Regions from separate parts of the Sus scrofa genome. Here region 1 is linked to region 2. The links are chromatin contacts, called in public Hi-C maps. All regions are on one chromosome and are shown on one strand. Each heading gives the region's core, a stretch centred on a gene start, on an enhancer-like site or on the middle of the called end of the contact. The rest is flanking DNA. Distances are from core to core; before and after follow the strand shown. Region 1 overlaps LTBP4 (latent-transforming growth factor beta-binding protein 4). Region 2 has its middle 23 kb from the start of AKT2.

What was found. A called contact is a pair of places that touch in the nucleus more often than the background predicts.
Region 1: a Hi-C map of embryonic fibroblasts shows a contact between it and region 2, with 2.5 times the contacts expected there. The contact joins two enhancer-like sites. A contact is called at or near these places in 1 of 5 promoter capture datasets (liver), 10 of 47 Hi-C or Micro-C datasets (embryonic fibroblasts, fetal heart ventricle, fetal skeletal muscle and 6 more) and 2 of 2 datasets of contacts at active chromatin or transcription factors (alveolar macrophages and skeletal muscle).

The regions. Positions count from the first base shown.
Region 1 is chr6:48,836,198-48,842,624 of Sscrofa11.1, reverse strand. It overlaps LTBP4 (latent-transforming growth factor beta-binding protein 4), which reads right to left. Exons shown (of 34, transcript XM_021094399.1): 5 at 3,416-3,607; 6 at 2,990-3,237; 7 at 2,811-2,913; 8 at 2,383-2,457; 9 at 2,230-2,286; 10 at 2,165-2,227; 11 at 1,452-1,616; 12 at 593-742; 13 at 322-465. Among named protein-coding and RNA genes, the nearest start is that of LTBP4, 8.4 kb to the right of the region's middle. Within about 2 kb of position 4,639, at least 42 of the 83 cell types and tissues checked have an H3K27ac peak or open chromatin away from gene starts, as enhancers often do. A contact at or near this core is called in embryonic fibroblasts, where this site is marked.
Region 2 is chr6:48,607,891-48,614,546 of Sscrofa11.1, reverse strand. It overlaps a transcript of AKT2 not described here. Among named protein-coding and RNA genes, the nearest start is that of AKT2, 23 kb to the right of the region's middle. Within about 2 kb of position 4,951, at least 8 of the 83 cell types and tissues checked have an H3K27ac peak or open chromatin away from gene starts, as enhancers often do. A contact at or near this core is called in embryonic fibroblasts, where this site is marked.

The sequences.
Region 1 (6,427 bases), core at 3,390-5,889, 230 kb before region 2:
GAGCAAGGGCAGGGACCGAACCCGCAACCTCATGGTTCCTAGTCGGATTCGTTAACCACTGCGCCACGACGGGAACTCCAGGCTCAGGGAATTTAAATTGACTTGCCCAATTGACAGAGAACTCGCACCCAGACCTATCTGAATCCATCTCCTGATGTAACTACCACCTCACGCTTCAAACTTTATCTTTTCCCACCCATTCCTTAACTCTTCTGGTGGTCACTTCCCCATATGTTCCATTGAATCTTCATCTTGGAGCCCTCTCTCCCAGAATTCCTGCCTGTAATACCCCCAGCAGTGCCCTCAGTCCCTCTACCGCACCTGATTCAGGGATCTCAGGACCTGTCCAAGCAGGGATGCTGGGCAGAGGAAGCTCAGGGCGTGGCCGGGGCTCTGGCCGGGGCTCTGGCCGGAGCTCTGGCCGAGGCTCAGGCCGGGGTTCTGGGCGATGAGTGGGCAGAAAGCCTGGTAAAGAAGGGGTATCACCAGTGGAGACCTGGATCTGGGTGTCCCTGCTCCTCCTCCCCTTTTGCCTATGGGGCTGGGGCAGCCCCCTGGAGATCCACACCCCCTTCTCCAGAAGCCAGCTCACCTGCGGGTGGCCGAGAGGTGGAGGATGGGGCCCGGGCCTGGCTGAGGGACACTCGGGGTGGCTCCGGGCCCAGAGGTCTGGTGTTGTAGCGGAGATCAGAGGCAGAGTAGTGGTAACCAGGGCCAGCGGGGCATATCTCCCGAAAACCCTCTGAGAACAGGAAAGAGAGGAAGATGAGCAGAGAAAGGGCGAGGAGCAGGGAGAATGAGAGGAAAAGAGAGATGCTCGGAAGAGAGAGAGGAGAAAGGTCTGGAGTCTGGCCTTGACTGAGGGTAGGGTTTGGCCTGGGAGTGTGCCAGGGGTTTGAGTTGGTGCTGAGATGGGGTTGTACTATGGCCAAAGAATGGGATGTCTCAGAGGCTAAGGGCGGGCCAAGGATGTTTTCCCCTCTTTGGGATGGTAGTAGTGATAGGCCTTGAGGGCAGGGTCTGGTTTGGTGTCTGTAGGGATGGATTTGAAGACCAGAAAACAGATCTATTGAGGGGTCTGGTTTTATACAGAAGCAAGATTGCCAGGGAGGTATCCCTGGGAGAGGCATGCTGGGGGCGGAGCCCAAGGTGGAGCCTAGACTGAAGGCAGTGTCTCAGGAGCTGGGGACTTGGCCAAAGCCTGGGGACAAGATTGGGTAGGCAGCAAATCTCTAGGGCTAGGGCAGGCCAAGCCTGGGGGTGACGATCAGCCAGTCGACACAGCCTAACTTCTAAGTCGAGTGTCTCACCTCTGAGTGTGCCCAAGATGGGGCGGGAGGGTCTGGGTGGAGTCTAGTCTGAAGGTAGATTGGCTCAGAGACTGGGGGCTTTTCTACTCAAATGGGGCCGCTGGTGCTAAGTCTGGGGAAGGCCCGACAGGGGGCGCTCACCTGAGCCAAAGGGTGGGCAGAGCTGGCAACCCCGGCCCCAGGCTTTGCCCACACGGCTACAGCAGCAGATCTGCTTGGTGATGTTGCGCAGAATCGGCAGGGAGCAGCCGCCGTCGCGGAGCACGCGGAAGCAGGGCCCCTTGGCCTCTGAGATCACATGTTGGGCTGGGAGAGGGAGAGGAAATTCTTTAGGACGGGGTTGGGAGTGCGGGGGTGGGGGGTGGGGGGAGGGACTAGGGGAGTTGGGGGTGGGGGATGGTCCCAAGGAAGGTTCGGTGGGTGCGAGGGGTATTTGGGGGAGCTCTGAGAGAGTCTGAGGAAGAGCTGAGGGGTCTGGAGGTCTGAGAAGGGTTTGGGGCCAGAGGAGAGTCTGTGGTGAATGAAAAATCTGGGAATGATCTCAGAATCTGAAGCAGGTCTGGTGGTGGAGAAAGATGAGGGCATATGGGACTCTGAGAGGAGCTGATGAAAGTCTGGGGATCTGAAGGGATCAGTATGCAAAAGCTTTGAGGCATTCTTAGAGGGGCTGAGGAAGGTCCGCGGAGTCTGGGGGTGTATGAGAGCCTGAGACGTCCTGAGAGGGACCTAAGAGTGACTGGAGAGACCTGGGAGTCTGGAGATGGGGGTGGGTATCTAAGGGAATTAGACCCAGGGATGCTCCAGCCTGTGGGCAGAGAGGATATGGGACCCAGCTTCAGGCCGCGAGGGCTCACAGATGCAGCTGCTGCGGGACGAGTCGAGCAGGAAGCCGTCGGGGCACACGCAGGTGTACCCCCATGCGTGTTCGCACACTCCCCATGCTGGCAGCGCCCTCCTGTCGCGCACTCATCCACATCTGCGAGGGATGGGGTGGTCCCAGTGGAGTCAGGGGCAAGCTCCCTGCCAGTCCCGCCCCTAAAGCCAAGCTCCTCCCACCACTGCCCAAGCTCACCTTCGCAGGACCCATTAACCCTTTCAAAACCAGCTGGACACGGCCCATCTGGGGCGCCCGCTTGGTCGGAGTTACCTGTGGAGAAAGGAGATAGGTGGGCCAGGGGCGGGTGGATGGAGGATGGAGTGCGAAGTGATGAAAATGGGGTGGGAGGAACTCAAAGGCATTGGGTGTAGTCTGAGTGCAAAGTCAGCTTTAAGTCGGCAATGTGCATGAGTGGGGCTATGGCACAAAGGCGAGGAGAGGACAGGGTAGCCAATGTCAGAAAACGGTGTGGATAGATCTAGGCTGGAAATGATCTCCACGACGGGGTAGAAGTGGCTAGAATTTTGGAGTGGGGGGCGGGTAATCTATGGGCAGAGTACAGGAGCGGCGGGGTTCTCACCCTTTCCCCGCCCCGATAACCCCGGGGAGGTCCTGGGGCTTACCCAGGAGCTCTGAGCACGACTGACAGTCGTGAACACCCCAGGCCAAGCCAGCCCCTCCGCAGCAGACCTCTTGCGTCCGGAGCCCGGGCAGCGGGGACGCACACTGTGGGGAAGCGTAGGGTGAGCGCGCCCCCGCGCGGTGGCTTGCTCGGGGCCCCTCCCCACCGGCCTCCTCTCACTTCGCCTCCGCGCAGTTCCCGAAAGCAGTAACCGAAGCCTGAGGCATCCGAGTAGCCGTCCTCGCGGGGAGCGCTCTGTGCCAGCACCGTGTAGGGCGCTGCTGCCTCGGCCCGCGCCGCCGCCTCGGCCCGCGCCACTGCCTCGGCGTCTGCCTCCTCCCAAGGGCCAGACACACGCTCCACCTGGTGCACCACCACCGACGCCTCCTGCGGGTGCTCCACGTGGACGCTCACCATAGACGCCACGCCTGGAGAGAGGCACGGCAGGGAAAAGTGGTGTCTATACAGATTCTCACCAACTGGGACTAGGAATGGGGGAAAGGGCGCCTTGGAAGAGAACTCAGGGGTAGGCAGGAAAGATGCGGGTCAGAGGAACAGCATGGGGCTGGACAGAGGGGTTGGAGGGGACTGCCACGCTCCCCTCACCATGTTCGTCGTCGCGGTGGTTGGCCAGTGGCATGGTGTACACAGAGCGGGTGAAGCCTGGCATGGCCGGGGCCGGGGGTCGGGCGCCGGTTGAGTGCAACTGGCAGAACTTGCCAGCGAAGTCCGGGGGACAGAGGCAGCGGTCAGGTTTCACGCACACGCCTCCGTTGTGACAGATCAAGGGACACAGGACTAGGGGGAGAGTGAGGACACTCAGGGCCTGCAACCCTCCTTGCAGCCCCCCCCGGGGGAACTATTGCACCCAAACTAAGTCCCCAACATTGTAACTACAGTCTCAAAGGTATCACTCAGTTCTAAGTCGTTCTTCCACGAGCTGTCTCGCGTCATCTCCCATTAACACTGGCCCCTTGCATCGGCTGGGTCCAGTCGAACAGCCCTTGGTGGTATAGCTTCGCCCACTGGGTCCTCTCATCAAACTCTCTAGATCCTCATTCACTTTCCTGTCACCCCTCCCTCCCTCTCGTGTTCCACTTTCTGGCTGAGTCTCCAGAACTAGCCCCGCCCGGTATTGTCCCGCCCATAGGCTCAGCGCCACCTACTTCGAATTTAAGTCCGAGCATTTTTACCGTCCCAGCCCGGCAGACCCAGCGCAGGTCACTTCCACTGACTAAAACCGCATTTTTAGGAGTTCCCGTATTGGCGCAACGGTAATGAACCCGACTAGTATCCATGAGGACACGAGTTCGACCCCTGGCCTGGCTCAGTGGGTTAAGGACCCGGCTTGCCCATGAGCTGTGGTGTAGGTCGCAGGCGCAACTCGAATCTGGAGTTGCTGTGGCTGCGGGTAAGCTCGAATTCGACCCCTAGGCTGGGAACTTCCATGTGCCGCGGGTGCGGCGTTAAAAAGACAAAAAATGAATTAAAAAAATAAAACCGCATTTTTAGCCGCTCCCCGGCACCACTCCACGCTCGCAACTCTCTCCTTACCATTCTAGGCATGCTCACACCCTGTCTGGCTTGCTTCAAAATGTTCAAGTTCCGCCCACAGGCGAAGCATTCCCCCCCGGCCCCCCTTCTATGAACCTCGCCCACATCCCCTTCATCTCCCGAGGGATCGTAAACCCGGTCTATCAAGGCCTTGAGCCCTGTCCTAACCTGCTGCCTTTAGCCCCACCCACCTCCCTTTCCTCAAGTTAATCTGCCCGGTTCAGGCTACTCCACCTCCCGGCTGTCCCGGCATCCTAGCCCCACCCACCTCACTTTGTCTCCGCCCACCTACCCTCTGGCTCCGGCTCCGGGTTTCTAGCTCTGCTTTCCCGCCTCCAGTAGCCCGGGGAGGGGCCAGCGGGAACGCGCTTGCTTTCCCCTCTGCGCGCTCTCGCTGGGCCCCCAGCCACCTTTGGGCGGGGCACTGCCAGCTGTGCGGCGGGGTAAACAAAGAGAGGGGTGCGGCGGGGGCAGGGCGGCGGCTCCGCATTCCGGACCCTTGGGGAGCCCTGGACCCGCTGTGCCAAAAAAGGCCGGACGTATCCCGCGACGGCGCCTCCTCCCTTTCTCCCCCGGGGAGGCCTAGAACAGCTGGAGACAGCTGTGAGGAGGGGAGGAAGGGGGCAAGCGGCCGGGGCCGCCCAGGAAGGCGTGTGTGGGATTCTGAGCCACACACTGGAGAGAGGAAGGCATAGAGGGAGCTCCCTCAATTTAGAAGGGTAAAGTGACTGGACTTGTGGGAGGAGGTCAGTTAACTAGAGGGATGCACTCTGGGGTTCAAAGACTGCTGGAGGCTTCTGGAACAGAAAGGAAGCCTATCCCAGAGGAAACTAAGGCACCCTTCAACAGAAGGAATCCCTTAAGACCTTTTGGGGAGAGTTACCGAAATAAATAGGACTGTAGTGTCTTCTAGGGAATGCCCAGGTTGAGGGTGCTGAGAACAAGGTTTAGATGGAGAAGTGGGATTCCGGGGGGGTCTCTGGCACACAATTATCTGGGAGGACTCTCAGACACTGTGGAGTCCCCCTTCGCCTCTCAGCTAAAGGATCAGGTACCCAAGTCTTTTCAGCTGCTTGGGGGAGGTTATTCTGGGAGAATTAGCAGAGAGCAACTCTGGGTTTCTCTGTAGATGGATAAGAAGTTCCTAAGGAGGGAGCCAGTTGGAAGAGAAGGACTTGGATAGACAGGAATTGGGGATCTCGGATGGGACTCAGTTGGAAACATAAGAAAATGAGAGCCTTCTGTGGGAAGAGAATTTGGCTAGGGAGCAGAGTTATCTCTGCAGAGGCTTTGTAATCGTGTTTCCCCTGGAAGTGGGAAGGAATAGCTGAGGGACAACACTCCGTTCTCTGGTGAGGGGCACTGTTTGGGGAGATTACATCAGAGAAGGAGAGGGAATTTCACCGGAGGGGTTGGTCTCCAGAGTCTGTTGATAGGAATGCAGAGGGGCTTAGGCCCTGAGGGCAGAGATTCTGGGCTCTCCGAGTTCGGGAAGTCAGGCCAGGACTCCAGGGTGCTCTAATAGCGGTCCTTAATTGAGTAGCAGGCCTAGGAGAGGCTTAACTATGCTTCAAGATTCCAAAATAGGAAGGGTCTCTGCTGGCGGTGCTGGTAATCCAGCTAGGTCTGGGTTCATTGCCTGGCCTCCAAAGACGTTTCTCCGTCTTCTCTTGGCCTGGATCTATGCCCCCCTGCCCAGCTCCCTGAGGGTTCCCACACCCAGGGCGGGCCGCTAGATGGGCACAGGCAACTCCATGTCCCGGGCCCCTGGAGGAATGAGGAGCTGAGGACATTGAGGTCCTCGCGAGGTCAGCCCCCCTTCACAGGCCCCTCCTTGTGCCTCCAGGGGCTTGGCACCCGCCTGGGCACGGCGCCTGGCACGGGCGCGTTGAGGCTGGGCTGGGAGGGAGTGAAGGAAGGAGGGAGGAAGGGGAGGAGAGAGGGAGTGGCAGCAGGCGGGGGCTCAGGCGCGAGATGAGCTCACGCCGGCCAGGGCTGGGTTGGCTGGGGGCCAGGATGGGCGAGTTCTCGGCGCCAGGGGCCCCCACTCCCCACTCCAAAGGG
Region 2 (6,656 bases), core at 3,702-6,201:
AGGGTGCAACAACAGCAACAAAAAATAAATAAATAAAAGGAGTTCCCATTGTGGTGCCCTGGGTTAAGAATTCGACTGAAGCAATTTGACTAGGAACCATGAGGTTTTGGGTTCGATCCCTGGCTTCGCTCAGTGGGTTAAGGATCCATTGTTGCCTTGAGCTGTGGTTGTGGTGTAGGCTGGCGGCTACAGCTCTGATTAGACCCCTAACCTGGGAACCTCCATACACCGCAGGAGCGGCCCTAGAAAAGGCAAAAAGACAAAAAAATAAAAAATAAAGAATTCAACTGAAGCAGCTCAGGTTGCTGCAGAGGTGCAAGTCTGATCCCCTGCCCAGCGCAGTGGGTTAAAGGATCTGGCATTGCCAGAGCTGCGGCATAGATTGTAGCTGTGGCTCAGATTCAATCCCTGGCCTGGGAATTGGGTGCATCCATAAAATTTAAGTTAGAAACCAGGTCTCTCTCCTACTCTGCATCTCTCAGCCATCCAGTTCCCCTCTTTATTTTTATTTATTTATTTTTTTTTCTTGAGCCGCTCCTGGGGCATATGGAGGTTCCCAGGCTAGGGGTCTAATTGGAGCTGTAGCTGCCGGCTTACACCAGAGCCACAGCAACACAGGATCCGAGTCGCGTCTGTGACCTACACCACAGCTCACGGCAACGCCGGATCCTTAACCCACTGAGCAAGGGCAGGGATCGAACCCGCAACCTCATAGTTCCTAGTCGGATTCGTTAACCACTGAGCCATGACGGGAACTCCCAGTTCCCCTTTTTAGAACCAACCAATGTTCCTTTTTAAAACCAACCAAGGTTTTATGTGTCCTTCCAGAAGTATTTCATTTACAAACATAACTAAATTTTCCCACTGAGATGGTAGCATATATAATACTTTGGCACTTTGCCTTTTTTTTTTTTTTTTACTTAACATATATCCTGGAGATCATTTCCTATCAGCACATAAAGGACTTAAAAAAGGAGTTCCCGTCGTGGCGCAGTGGTTAACAAATCCAACTAGGAACCATGAGGTTGGGGGTTCGATCCCTGGCCTTGCTCAGTGGGTTAAGGATCCGGCATTGCTGTGAGCTGTGGTGTAGGTCAGACATGGCTCGAATCCTGAGTTGCTGTGGCTGTGGTGTAGCCGGCAGCTGTAGCTCCGATTGGACCCCTAGCCTGGGAACCTCCATATGCCACAGGTGCGGCCCTAAAGAAAAACCCAGAGAAACACTTTATTGAGATGTAATCCCCATACCCGACAAGTCACTCATTTAAAGTGCACATTTCAGTGGCTTTTAGTTATTTATAGAGTTGTGCATCCATCACCACAACTGTGGAAAATTTTCTTTATCCTACAATTTTAGAAAAGTTTCCTTACTCCTTAAGCATCAATCCCCAAATCCTCTTATGCTCTGCCCCTGACTCCAACCCCTTGGCAACTGCTAATTTGCATTCTCTCTCTATAGATTTGCCTCCACTGGGCATTTCCTATAGAGGAAATCATACAATATGTGGCCTTTTGTGTCTGGCTTCTTTCTTTTTTATGATTTTTATTTTTTCCATTATAGTTGATTTAAAGTGTTCTGTCAGTTTCTATTATACAGCAAAGTGATCCAGCCATACATATGTATTCTTTTTCTCACATTATCCTCCGTCATGTTCCATCTCAAGTGACTGAACTTAGTTCCCTGTGCTATGCAGCAGGTTCTGGCTTCTTTCACTTAGTAGTTTTTTCAAGGTTCATCCATGTTGCAGTGTGTGGCAGTCTTTTATTCCTTTTAATTGATGAGTAATAGTGCATTGCAAGGACGTATCACATTTTATTTACCCAGTTGACGGGTATTTGAGTTTCCACTTTGTGGCTATGATGAATAATGCTGCCATGCACATTCACGTACAAGTTCTTGTGTAGACAGGTGGTCTCAGTTATCTTGGGTATATACGTAGGAGTAGAATTGTTGGGTTGTAAGTTGGTTTTATTTTTAACCAGTTGAGGAAATGGCAGACTATTTTCCAAAGCAGCTGTGCCATTTTTCTTTCCCACCAGCAGTGCATGATGTTTCCAATTTCTCCGTGTCCTCACCAACACTTTATTATCTTTCTTCTTGATTACTGCATCCTTATGGGTGTGAAATAGTATCTTGTTATTGTGGTTTTTTTTTTTTTTGTCTTTTGTCTCTCTTTTTTGTTGTTGTTGTTGTTGCTATTTCTTGGGCCGCTTCGGCGGCATATGGAGGTTCCCAGGCTAGGGGCTGAATCGGAGCTGTAGCCACTGGCCTACACCAGAGCCACAGCAACGTGGGATCCGAGCCGCGTCTGCAACCTACACCACAGCTCACGGCAACGCCGGATCGTTAACCCACTGAGCAAGGGCAGGGACCGAACCCGCAACCTCATGGTTCCTAGTCGGATTCGTTAACCACTGCGCCACGACGGGAACTCCTTGTTATTGTGGTTTTGATTTGCTCTTCTCTGATGGCTAAGGACGTTAAATATCTTTTAATATCCTAATTAGAAAGAATTTCCTTTTAAAGTAACTGCACAGGAGCTCCTGTTGTGGCTCAGCAGGTCATGAACCTGACCAGCATCCATGAGGATGCGTGTTTGATCCCTGGCCTCGTTGAGTGGGTTAAAGGATCTGGCGTTGCCACGAGCTATGATGTAGGTCATAGACGTGACTAGGATCCAGCATTGCTGTGTAGGCAGGCAGCTGCAGCTCCGATTTGACCTCTAGCCTGGAAACTTCCATATGCCACAGGTGCAGCCCTAAAAAGCAAAAAAAAAAAAAAAAAGGGGGGGGGATATACCTTTGAACCACAGCAGTGCCTCTTGTGTACCCAACCGTTTGCTCACATGGGAGCCTATCCATAGGGTAAACATTGAGGAGATAAATTGCAGAGGCAAAGGGAATGCATCTATGTTTTATAAGTTTGAATTTATGTCATTTATATGTTTAAAAGTAAATATTGAGACTAATCGGATTTGTCTGAGGAACATTCTAATTTTTCCTCCAGTATTAATGGCCAGCAGGTTCAGTCAATCAGAATCAGCAGCCATTTTATTTCCGTACATCATTTTGGCTAAATCTTGCAGAGTTCAAGACTGATTTTTACATAGACTTGAATGTCAGGTTGAGGTGGAGGTTCAGAGCACACAGACTTACATTCATTTTTTCCAAAGTTTCTCCCTAAAGCTGCCTTTTCTGCTTCCTCATATTTAATGCAGCGCTTGTTCCTCAGTGATCAACATAGTATATTCTGGGGACTGGTTGGTTTTCGTGATGGTCCGTTATGATTGATAGCTTGAGCTCTGCAGCTGTGTGATCTTGAGCCAGTTACTCAACCTCTCTGTGCTTCAGTTTCCTCTTCACTGAGATGGGAGTAGATGGACAGCATCTACCTCACAGGATGATTGTGAGGATCAAAGGAGTCATGTGAAGGGCTTAAAACAGTGCCTGGTGGAAGTTCCCATTGTGGCTCAGCGGTAATGAGCTCGACTAGTAGCCACGAGGTTTTGGGTTCAGTCTCTGGCCTCGCTCAATGGATTAAGGATCTGACGTTGCTGTGAGCTGTGAGGTGGGTCACAGACACGGCTCATATTTGGCGTTGCTGTGGCTGTGGCTGTGACTGGCAGCTGTAGCTCTGATTCGACCCCTAGCCTGGGGACGTCCATATGTCCCACCTGCAGCCCTAAAAAGCAAAGCAGAAACAAAAACAGAATAGTACCTGGCACAACATGCTTTTCTAATTTAGCTCTGAAACTGACAATATTCAGGGAAGATTTTCAGCACCTGCATTAGAACCACCACTAAAGACCCCTTTAATGACCTTCTCATTGGCTACAAAAAAGAACTCTTGGGGTACTTTTTGTTGTTGTTGTTTTTGTTTTTTTGCCTTTTCTAGGGCCGTTCTTGGGGCATATGGAAGTTCCCAGGCTAGGGGTCTAATCGGAGCCGTAGCTGCCAGCCTATGCCAGAGCCACAGCAATGCAGGATCCAAGCCAAGTCTGCGACCTACACCACAGCTCAGGGCAACGCCGGATCCTTAACCCACTAAGCAAGGCCAGGGATCAAACCTGCAACTTCATGGTTCCTAGTTGGATTTGTCCACCACTGCGCCAGGACGGGAATTCCTTTTATTTTTTTCTTTCTTATTTCTATTTTTTCCTTTTTTTTTTTTTTTTTTTTTTTGGGGGCCACACTCACAGCATATGGAGATTCCTAGGCTAGGGGTGGAATTGGAGTTCCAGCTGCCAGCCTACGCCACAGCCACAGCAACGCAGGATATGAGCCCTGTCTGTGACCTACACTGCAGCTCACAGCAACGCCAGATCTTTAACCCACTGAGTGAGGCCAGGGATCGAACCCTCATCCTCATGGATACTAGTCCGGTTTGTAACCCACTGAGTCATAACAGGAACTCCCCACACATGTTTTTGAACCATTTGAAGTTGACATCATGCCCCTCTACCTTGCAGTACTTCCATGGGCATTCCTTAAGAACAAGAATAATTTATTTCATAAGCACAGTGTCATTATTGAAACCAAGAAATTTAACACCGGGTCTCTTTTATAAATCCCAGTTCCTATTCCAGTTTCATCAATTGTTCCAATAACATTTGTTGTTGCCATTTTTCCCCTGGATCAGAATCCAGTTCCAATCATGTTTAGGTGTCATGTCAGAATTTTCCTTTTGTTGTATTATTTTTTAACTGGTTTTTATTTTTTTCCATTATATATTTCATGATTATTATTAGGCCACACCCACAGCATGTTCCCAAGCCAGGGATGGAACCCACAGCACAGCAGTGACCTAAGCAACGCTGGATCCTTAACCCACTGCACCACAGGAGAACTCCCAGAGTTTCCTTTTAAACAGTGAATGGTTCAGTAACAGCACAAAGGTCCGACTTCCTCCGAGAGGGTCTGAGGCCTACAAGTCCTCTAGGTCCCAGCAGGGCTGGGCAGCACACATGCTGCCATCTTGTGGCAACAGAATGAATAGCGTTTCTGAATCATCAGGTTGGGCAGCTGTGAAATTAATACACTTTCTTAATGACCAAAAAAAAAAAAAAGTGACATTCATATTATCTCAATTTTTCTTTTTTTTAAGGGCTGCACCTGCAGTGCCTGGAAGTTTCCAGGCTGGGGGATGAATCAGAGCTGCAGCTGCCAGCCTACACCACAGCTACAGCAACGCTGGATCCTTAACTCACTGAGCAAGGTCAGGGATCAAATACGATTCCTCACAAATACTAGTTGGGCTCTTAACCCGCTGAGCCACAACAAGAACACCTTATCTCAAATTTTTTTTTCGTTTTGTCTTTTTAGGGCTGAACCTCTGGCATATGGAAGTTCCCAGGCTAGGGGAGCTGGGAATCAGACCTGCAGCTGCCAGCCTATAACACAGCCACAGCGACACCAGATCTGAGCCACGTCTGCGACCTACATCACAGCTTATGGCAACGCCAGATCCTTAAGCCACTGATCAGGACCAGGGATCCAACCCACATTCTCAGGGATACTAGTCAGGTTCATAAACTGCTGAACCACAATGGGAACTCAATTTTTCTTAATAATGTGAGAAACTATGTTTTAATCATTTCTCTGATTCAAATCCACATACTATAATTTAGCATAAAATGAGATTTTGCTGTGTTTCAAATCTGAACCCATGCAGATGAAGTTCAGGGCGAAAGTGTGGGCTTGGCCTGAGACATCTTTGGGGAATGGATTTGGGCGCCGCATTCTGGCTATGTGATATTTTGCAAGATACTTCCCTCTGTTTTAATTGTCCTAATCAAAATCACGTTCCATCCAAACAAACAAAAAACAGAAACAAAGTGGAGTTCCCGTTGTGGTGCAGCGGAAACGATTCCGACTAGGAACCATGAGGTTGCAGGTTCGATCCCTGACCTTGCTCAGTGGGTTAAGCATCTGGCCTTGCCGTGAGCTGTGATGTAGATCTCAGACGCCACTTGGATCTGATGTGGCTGTGGCTGTGGTGTAGGCCGGCAGCTGTAGCTCTGATTTAACCCCTAGCCTGGGAACCTCCATATGCCGCAGGTGCGGCCCTAAAAAGCAAAAAAATAAATGAAAAAAAGAAAAAAGGGCTTTGAGCACATTTCAGAGAAGCTACAGGCCCTTCTCCCCAGAAAGGCACATGTGCAGCTCATATTTATAGCCCTAGGCGGGAAGTTCACAGAAGAGATTAGAAGGTAGAGAACAATTTGGGGTTTCAGGGAATTTTCTCCTCAATCACCCTTGATGTGGAAATTGAGAGACTGAGGCCCCCAAAATAGTAATTAAGTGGTTTGCCAAAGCAACGCAAAGGACAGAATTGGGGCCATTACTTTCCATTTGTCAGCATACGAGTTTGAACCCAGGCTCTTGTATCAGATTGCCTGGGTTCAAATCCCACCTCCTCCCCTTACTTGTCCGGGGACCCTTGCAACTCCCTTATCATTACTGTCGCACGTAACCTCCAAGTTGGTGTTGACAGCAACAGGATAGCATCGGTGGAACTATGTCAAGAACAAAACGTGGTCTGTAACAATAGCTAAATAAATTCTATTGCTGTTACTTTGCAGTGAGGAAAGGCAGGCTCAGAGAAGTAAAGTTGTCTTGACAAGGACACAGGAAAGGCATGATTAGCACTAAGGCCT